2 separate regions of the Canis lupus genome follow, and region 1 is linked to region 2. A link is a contact called in public Hi-C data. All regions are on one chromosome and are shown on one strand. The core of a region is the stretch at or near the end of the contact, and the rest is flanking DNA. Distances in the headings are between cores, read along the strand shown. Region 1 overlaps LOC100687594. Region 2 has its middle 15 kb from the start of OTULIN.

The links. A called contact is a pair of places that touch in the nucleus more often than the background predicts.
Region 1: a Hi-C map of skin fibroblasts shows a contact between it and region 2, with 2.2 times the contacts expected there. The contact joins two enhancer-like sites. A contact is called at or near these places in 4 of 9 Hi-C or Micro-C datasets (amygdala, blood, liver and 1 more).

The regions. Positions count from the first base shown.
Region 1 is chr34:429,026-432,440 of UU_Cfam_GSD_1.0, forward strand. All of the region lies in intron 8 of LOC100687594, which reads left to right. Among named protein-coding and RNA genes, the nearest start is that of OTULINL, 37 kb to the left of the region's middle. Within about 2 kb of position 2,061, at least 2 of the 20 cell types and tissues checked have an H3K27ac peak or open chromatin away from gene starts, as enhancers often do.
Region 2 is chr34:338,630-342,027 of UU_Cfam_GSD_1.0, forward strand. No RefSeq gene overlaps it. Among named protein-coding and RNA genes, the nearest start is that of OTULIN, 15 kb to the left of the region's middle. Within about 2 kb of position 1,797, at least 2 of the 20 cell types and tissues checked have an H3K27ac peak or open chromatin away from gene starts, as enhancers often do.

The DNA of each region.
Region 1 (3,415 bases), core at 811-3,310, 91 kb after region 2:
TGTGGAATGAATGTATTTCCTTAAGCAGCAGACATGTTGAGGCTTATGCGTATGAGGAACTAGATGCACTGAGTGGAGCAGACAGTGCTATTTTGAGGAATGAGGAAGCAGTTTCTTCTGCCCCCCAACCCCCAATCTTCCCTAGCTCTGTTGAGTTCCCTATGACCCCTCCAATGCCTGCCCCTCTGAGGCAATCCTGGCCTCCAGAAAGTCTCCCCTTCCCCGTCCTCTGTCCTCAAGACCTGGTGCCATCTTTCTGGGTGGCTGGCCTGAGGGTCTGCTGATTTCTGAGCAATTCTGTTTCTCCAACAGGATTATCAATCTCTGTCCTTCCATCCCATCTAGGTCAGAACCTCTTCCTCTTGCAGGCTACCTCCATGCAACCAAACTCTTGTTTGCTTATGGAGATTCTCATGTCCATGGATCACAGCCAGGGCCATGCCCAGGCGAAGAGAGTTTGGGGCCTTTCTCCCCACACCATGGACCCCCCTCTCCCTTAAGCTTCTCAGTCACCACTGTTCTGACACTTCATGAAGCCACCCTGTAGCTCTGTAGGATCCTTCTGAGTTTACCTGGGACAGTTTCCCATTGCAAGGTGTCTCCAGCTATGCTGTCCAATATAGGAACTATTGACATCTAAAATAACTAATATTAAACAAAAGTAAAATTCACCTCCTTAGTTGCATTAGCCACATTTCAAGTGCTCAGTAGCCATGCATGGTTAGTGGCTACTATCCTGGACAGTACAGATACAGAACATTTTCCATCATGGCAGAAAGCTCTTTTGGATGACCCTGATCTGGATAAAACTTGGTTGGGGCCTGTAGAGCCTACCGGATTGTTAGAAAGAAATGAACAGAGGATCCTTGGGTGGCTCAGTGGTTTAGCACCTGCCTTCAGCCCAGGGCATGATCCTGGAGTCCCAGGATCAAGTCCCGCGTCAGGCTTCCTGCATGGAGCCTACTTATGTCTCTGCTTCTCTTTCTCTGTATCTCTCATGAAATATTTTTTAAAAAAAGAAAGAAAGAAATGAACACTGACCATCTGTACAGGCTTCCTGCATCGACTCATTGAGCAGTTTGGAGTGTACAACACTGCAACTGACCAGGGCTGGCAAACACACGGTGTCCACACTTCACAATAAAAATGCAGAATCCTTTGCATGGGCTTTAAGGACATGGATTAAAGAAAAAAAACCTTCAGAGAACTCATAAATCTTGAACCCTGGACTTCTAAAGGCTGTTCCTTGGTTTTTCACCCTTCCAGTCTGTCAGGTACAAGCCCCACAGGAAGCAGAGGTTGTCCCAGAAGGGTTTGTAGGACACGCCTTGGCATTATGAGAGGGGATTACTTACTGCAAATAGACCGAGCATTCGGAAACAGTGATGGAGACAGGTCAGCTCCTTGCCCTCACAGAGCTGACCATCTGGAGTGAAACAAAGAAACAAAGCTTATCAGTTCAGGCAGGGAAGTGCAATGTGGGAAAGAACAGGGCCTAAGAGATTGAGAAGAGGCCATTCCTCGGTGTCAGGAAGGCTTGTCCCCAAAGGATACCTAACTCGACATTAGAGGATACAGAAGCAGTCACAACAAGATGGGGTGTCAGTGTGGGGGTGCAGAGGGCCCAGGCAGGGGCAGGATGGGTTAAAGAATAGAATTGTAAATAAGAAATGGCCAATGGAAGGAGAGACACTGGAGGAGGCAGATGTTTGGTCATTTCAAATTCCATCAGAATCGCACCCTCCTCTTGGCCTGCCTGCCCTTGTGGGAGTGATCCGAGGCCGCTGCCTGGAAACCCTGCTCCCCTTCCAAGGCCCAGGACATAGCTCTCTGCTGTTTCCTCACAACATGGAGCAGTTGGCTGCACTCCACCTTTGGGTCAGTTCTTGTCCCTTCTCTCCCCCAGATGCCTGAGGCTGGAGCAGCCGCACCCCTGCAGGCCTGATGCCCCTGCAGAGCTCTGCCCCTGGGCCCCTGCAGAGCTCTGCCCACCTCAGTGCTCTCTCCCCAAAGCCCACCAGTCCCCTGCACCTCTTGTCACATCTCCTCCCCTGGATATTCTGGACCAGGAGCAGGAGGCTCTTGTTGGTAGTTAAGTAAGACCTGAACCAGAAACAAGTCGGACTAGGCTGTGAAACGTGCCGACAGTCGGTGGTTGTGCAGTTCTTCCTTGGAAAGCTGGTAACATCAGTCACCTCTGAAAATAAGATAAAGCAGTTGTATCTGCTCAGGAGACCAGTGTCACATAATCCCAACACTGACAAATAAGGAGAGAAGCATGGACACTCCACTTCCGCTGCTGGGAGGCAATGGTGTAGAGACCTTTGCTCTGGTCTCCCAACCAAGTCCAACAGAGCCCCCCAGAGGCCGTGCGCAAGAACCTGAGAAGGCCGCAAGAGGCGGATGAAACAGCCCTGCTGGGGCCTCGGGCTGAGGAAGCACAGGTGGTGGGTTCTCTGGGATTTCTTTTTGCCTCATACATCCCAGTCTTAGCGCTGAAGCAGCCAGCAACCTGGAAATGTCAACAGATGCAAACAGTGGAAGTCTGGACAAGACCCTGCTCTCCATAGACAAAAAGTCAGCTCTGAAGATGGAAAACTTTTGTGGACAGTAGCTTCTCTCCTCTAGCCAGATAAGGTAGAAAACACCGGGGCCTCCACCCCGGCCCTACCCCAACGAAGACTGACGGGGCGGGGGAGCCTAGACTTTTGTCACTGCTGGGTGCTAACAAGAAGCCCTACTCCTTCGGCTAGCAGCAAGGATTATGTGGGGAGCCCACACTTCCACTCCACCCCTACCGAGCGATAACAAGGTCCCTGCCCTTCCCCGCTGGGGGTGTCTGAGGAGGCCTCATGCAGAGTCAGGACTTTTATCATCCTTGTAGCATCTGGGGAAGCCAGTGGAATTCAGACTCCTTACCTCCATTAATGAGGCAGCCCAGCACCCAGCCTTCTTCCTCTGCTGGGATGATGGCAGCGGAAGCTAGCTAGATCAGAAGGCTTCAGTGAGATCCAGAGTGTTATAACCTCATGCCTAAAACGCCCCCATTTCAGATGAAAGTCATTCATCATACCAACCAGGAAAATCTCAGCTGGCATGAGAAAAGAATAAGCAATAGAAATCAGCAATAAGATGGACGACAGGGATGTTAGAATTATCTGACAAAATTTAAAGCAGCAATGATAAAAACCCTTTGAAGAATAATTGTAAACATCCTTGAAATCATTTCTATGAGATCAAACACCTCAGCAAACAAATAGAAGATATAAAGAAAAACCAAATAAAATTTTAGAACTCAGAAATCTGCAACTGAAACAAACTCAGTGTATGTGTTCCAGCAGCTGGAGTGGACAGAGGAAAGACTGTGTGTCTGTGCATACAGAACAGGAGTGGCCCAATCTCTGCATAAAGAAAG
Region 2 (3,398 bases), core at 547-3,046:
ATGAAAAAAAAACATAGAGAAATGTTCTTCGTTTTCTAGGTAGAGTCTATACGTTTTCTTTCTAAGGGATTGAACTCCTACCATAACTAGTATGTAGAGAAACAAGGTTCTCACAGAAAACTACAGCTAGCATGGATCAGGTCAGGATACAATCTGAATCCCGGTGCTGATGCTTAACAGCTGGTTTTCGGGGAGAAAGTCTATTTCCTGCCCTGTGTGCCTCCCATGGGACTGCTAGGAGGACCGTATGAGAATGGCCACGCTCTACAATTAAAAACCAAAGTTCTTTCTGGGGAGGCTCCTGCCTTGCATCAGCTCTGGGTCTTTCCTCCTCTGACCCCTTGCAGATTCTTCATCAACTCCAAGATCACTCTCAAACATTTATGAAGGACTTCAATGTCAGATACCTTCATTTCAACATTCCCTTGGAAAAATGACTAAAACTCGCAGCTCAGAGTGGCCGCCCCACCGATGGTGGCCAACTTCTCTTCAGCAACTTTGTCCAATGGCTACACCCTAGACCTTGTCATCATCTGGAAGTAAAGCCCATTAGACTTGTCAACCTCACACTCCACTCTCTGGCAGAAGTCACCCCCTGCTCATTAATGTCAATGGGACTTCCAGCTCCTTCATTCCCCTCCTCCTCTCCTGTTTATCAGTTTCCCTTTCTCTATCCACAGAACCCCTTTCTCTTCTTGCCTCTGTGTTTGCAGTGAGAAGCTACTCACTCATCAACTCCTACAACTGCCCCCCACCACTTCTCCGGGTCCCCCACCTGGACCATTGTGGTTCTTCCAGGCAATGCAGAGCACCTGGGGGAGTGAGCACAGACAAAGAATTAAATTACTACTGACAAAGAGCTGTGTAGCTCTGAGCACATTATTAATCCCTCTGAGCACCAGACTTGGGTATATTAAAGGGATGAGAACATCTATTCATAGAATTAAGAGAGGTAACAGGTGAAACAAGATTTTTTTTGAAATATATTTTCATGCTTTTATCTTTAGCACTTTTTATATCTGTGCTCTTTCCCTGCATCCAGAGGTACCTACCCAGAGGGCATGTGGATGAACGGGTGGACCAGGATTATTAGAGTGCAAATGGCTGCGCAGTGTAGTTTACTTCTAAAATAGGTAACTGAGATGCAAAATCAAAAGCCCCAAGAAAGTGGGACTTAGAGATTATGCCAAAACATAGCTTGAAAAGACAATAGGAAAGAGCTGGGTGTACCTGCACCTTATTCACCCACCATCCATGAAGAGGAGCCTGAGCAGGACCAGCCCTCAGAGAAAATGGGTGAGGACAGGAGAGGAGCTGGGTTTGTTGCTTTTCAAGAGCCCAACACTCACCCAAGCAGAAAACCATGAAAGCTATCTGGGGCTGGGGACCTGGAAGGAAAATCCATAGAGTAGATTAAGTCCTTTAAGTCCTTAACTCAGCTCTGCAAAACCATTATTACCCACATTAAAACATCACCACAAGAGTATTATCGGCCCGTTTCACAGAACAGGAAAGTAAACAACAGAGTCAAGATTCTAACCCAGGTCAGCTAGCCTCAAAGCCCATGCCCTCAACCATCATACCACATGGCCTTTCAAAACACGTCAGTTCCCTACACTCACCCAATCCCTAGTCTGCTAAATGTCAGGTCTAAGAAGCCCTGTTAGAAAAGTACTATGGGTTTCACGCTATTACTAGTTAACATCTAAACTCAGCTGGGCCTCAGTTCTGTTCTGCCACTTGTTTGTTCTCAGTCCACTTCCTTCCCCAAATCCTGCAGTGGCCCCTAAGCATCCCTTTCCTCCCCACACCCTCCCCATGTTTAGCAATGAGCTGGCCTGTGACTCACAGAGAAAACCAGTGTCATTCAAGAAAGACTCCATTATGGGCAGCCCAGGTGGCTCAGTGGTTTAGCGCCACCTTCAGCCCAGGGTGTGATCCTGGAGACCGAGGATCAAGTCCCACCTCAGGCTCCTTGCAGGCAGCCTGCTTCTCCCTCTGCCTGTCTCTGCCTCTCTCTCTGTGTCTTTCATGAATAAATAAATAAAATCTTTTAAAAAAAAAAAGAAAGAAAGACTCTCCAGGTGCCTGGGTGGCACGGTCAATTGAGCATCTGACTCTTGATTTCTGCTCAGGTCTGATCTCAAGGGTCGTGAGATCGAGACCTGTGTTGGGCTCCATGCTCAGTGGAGAGTCTGGTTGGATTCTTTCTTCCCCTGTCCCCTCCCCAATCTCTCTCAAATTAAAAAAACAAACAAACAAACAAACAAAAACAGACACACTCAGCTTCTCTCCTTCCCTCGACTAAATTAACCATCAACTTCACCTTCTCATCCTCCTTTCCAGCCAATTTCTGAGGCAGATATGTCTGTCTCACACCATTCCCTCCCTTGTCCTTGCAACTCCTCCAGGATTTCCACTGAGGGTCTCTTTCACAATGCCTCCAACCTCTTCTCTCTGCCAGTTCTTTCTCTCAGCCAATGACAAAGTAGGGTCTTTCCTTCCCTTCATGTCTTCCCCATCTTTAATGTCGACATCAGGAACTTCCACATCCAGGCCTGCAACTCCAAGAAGTGATGAAATTTCACTAATTCATGAAGAAAAAAGAGAGAATGAGAAACAAGGATAAAAAGGATTTTCTCAGTAAATTGAAGTAATTAAATTTAAGCAATTTTCTTTTATTCTGACATTTTAGCCTTTTTTTGGTGTTCAATTATTCTTTGTGTGGTGCCTTTTTTTTTTTAAGATTTTATTTATTTATTCATGATAGTCACACAGAGAGAGAGAGGCAGAGACACAGGCAGAGGGAGAAGCAGGCTCCATGCAGGGAGCCCAACGTGGGATTCAATCCGGGTCTCCAGGATCGCGCCCTGGGCCAAAGGCAGGCGCCAAACCGCTGCGCCACCCAAGGATCCCTGTGTGGTGCCTTTTACTTATTTTTAAGATTTTATTTATTTATTCATAAAGATACAGAGAGAGAGAGAAACAGAGACATAGGCAGAAGAAGAAGCAGGCTCCATGCAGGGAGCTGGATGCAGACCTCGATTCTAGGACCCTGGGATCATAACCTAAGCCAAAGGCAGATGCTCAGCCACTGAGCCACTCAGGTTCCTACTACGGTGTCTTTTAAAAGTGTGAAGACTGCATGCTCAAGAAAAAAAATCCCCCTTAATATTTCTTGCAGAGCTGGTTTAGTGGTCACATATTCTTCCGTTTCTGCCTTTATCTCTCCTATTCTGATGAGAGCCTTGCTTGATAGAGTATTCTTGGCTGCATGTTCTTCTCATTTAGGACCCTGAATATATCCTGCCAGCCCTTTCTGGCCTGCTAGGTCTCTGTGGAGAGGTCTGCTGTTAATCTAATACTTCTCCCCATATAAATTAGGGATCTCTTGTCTC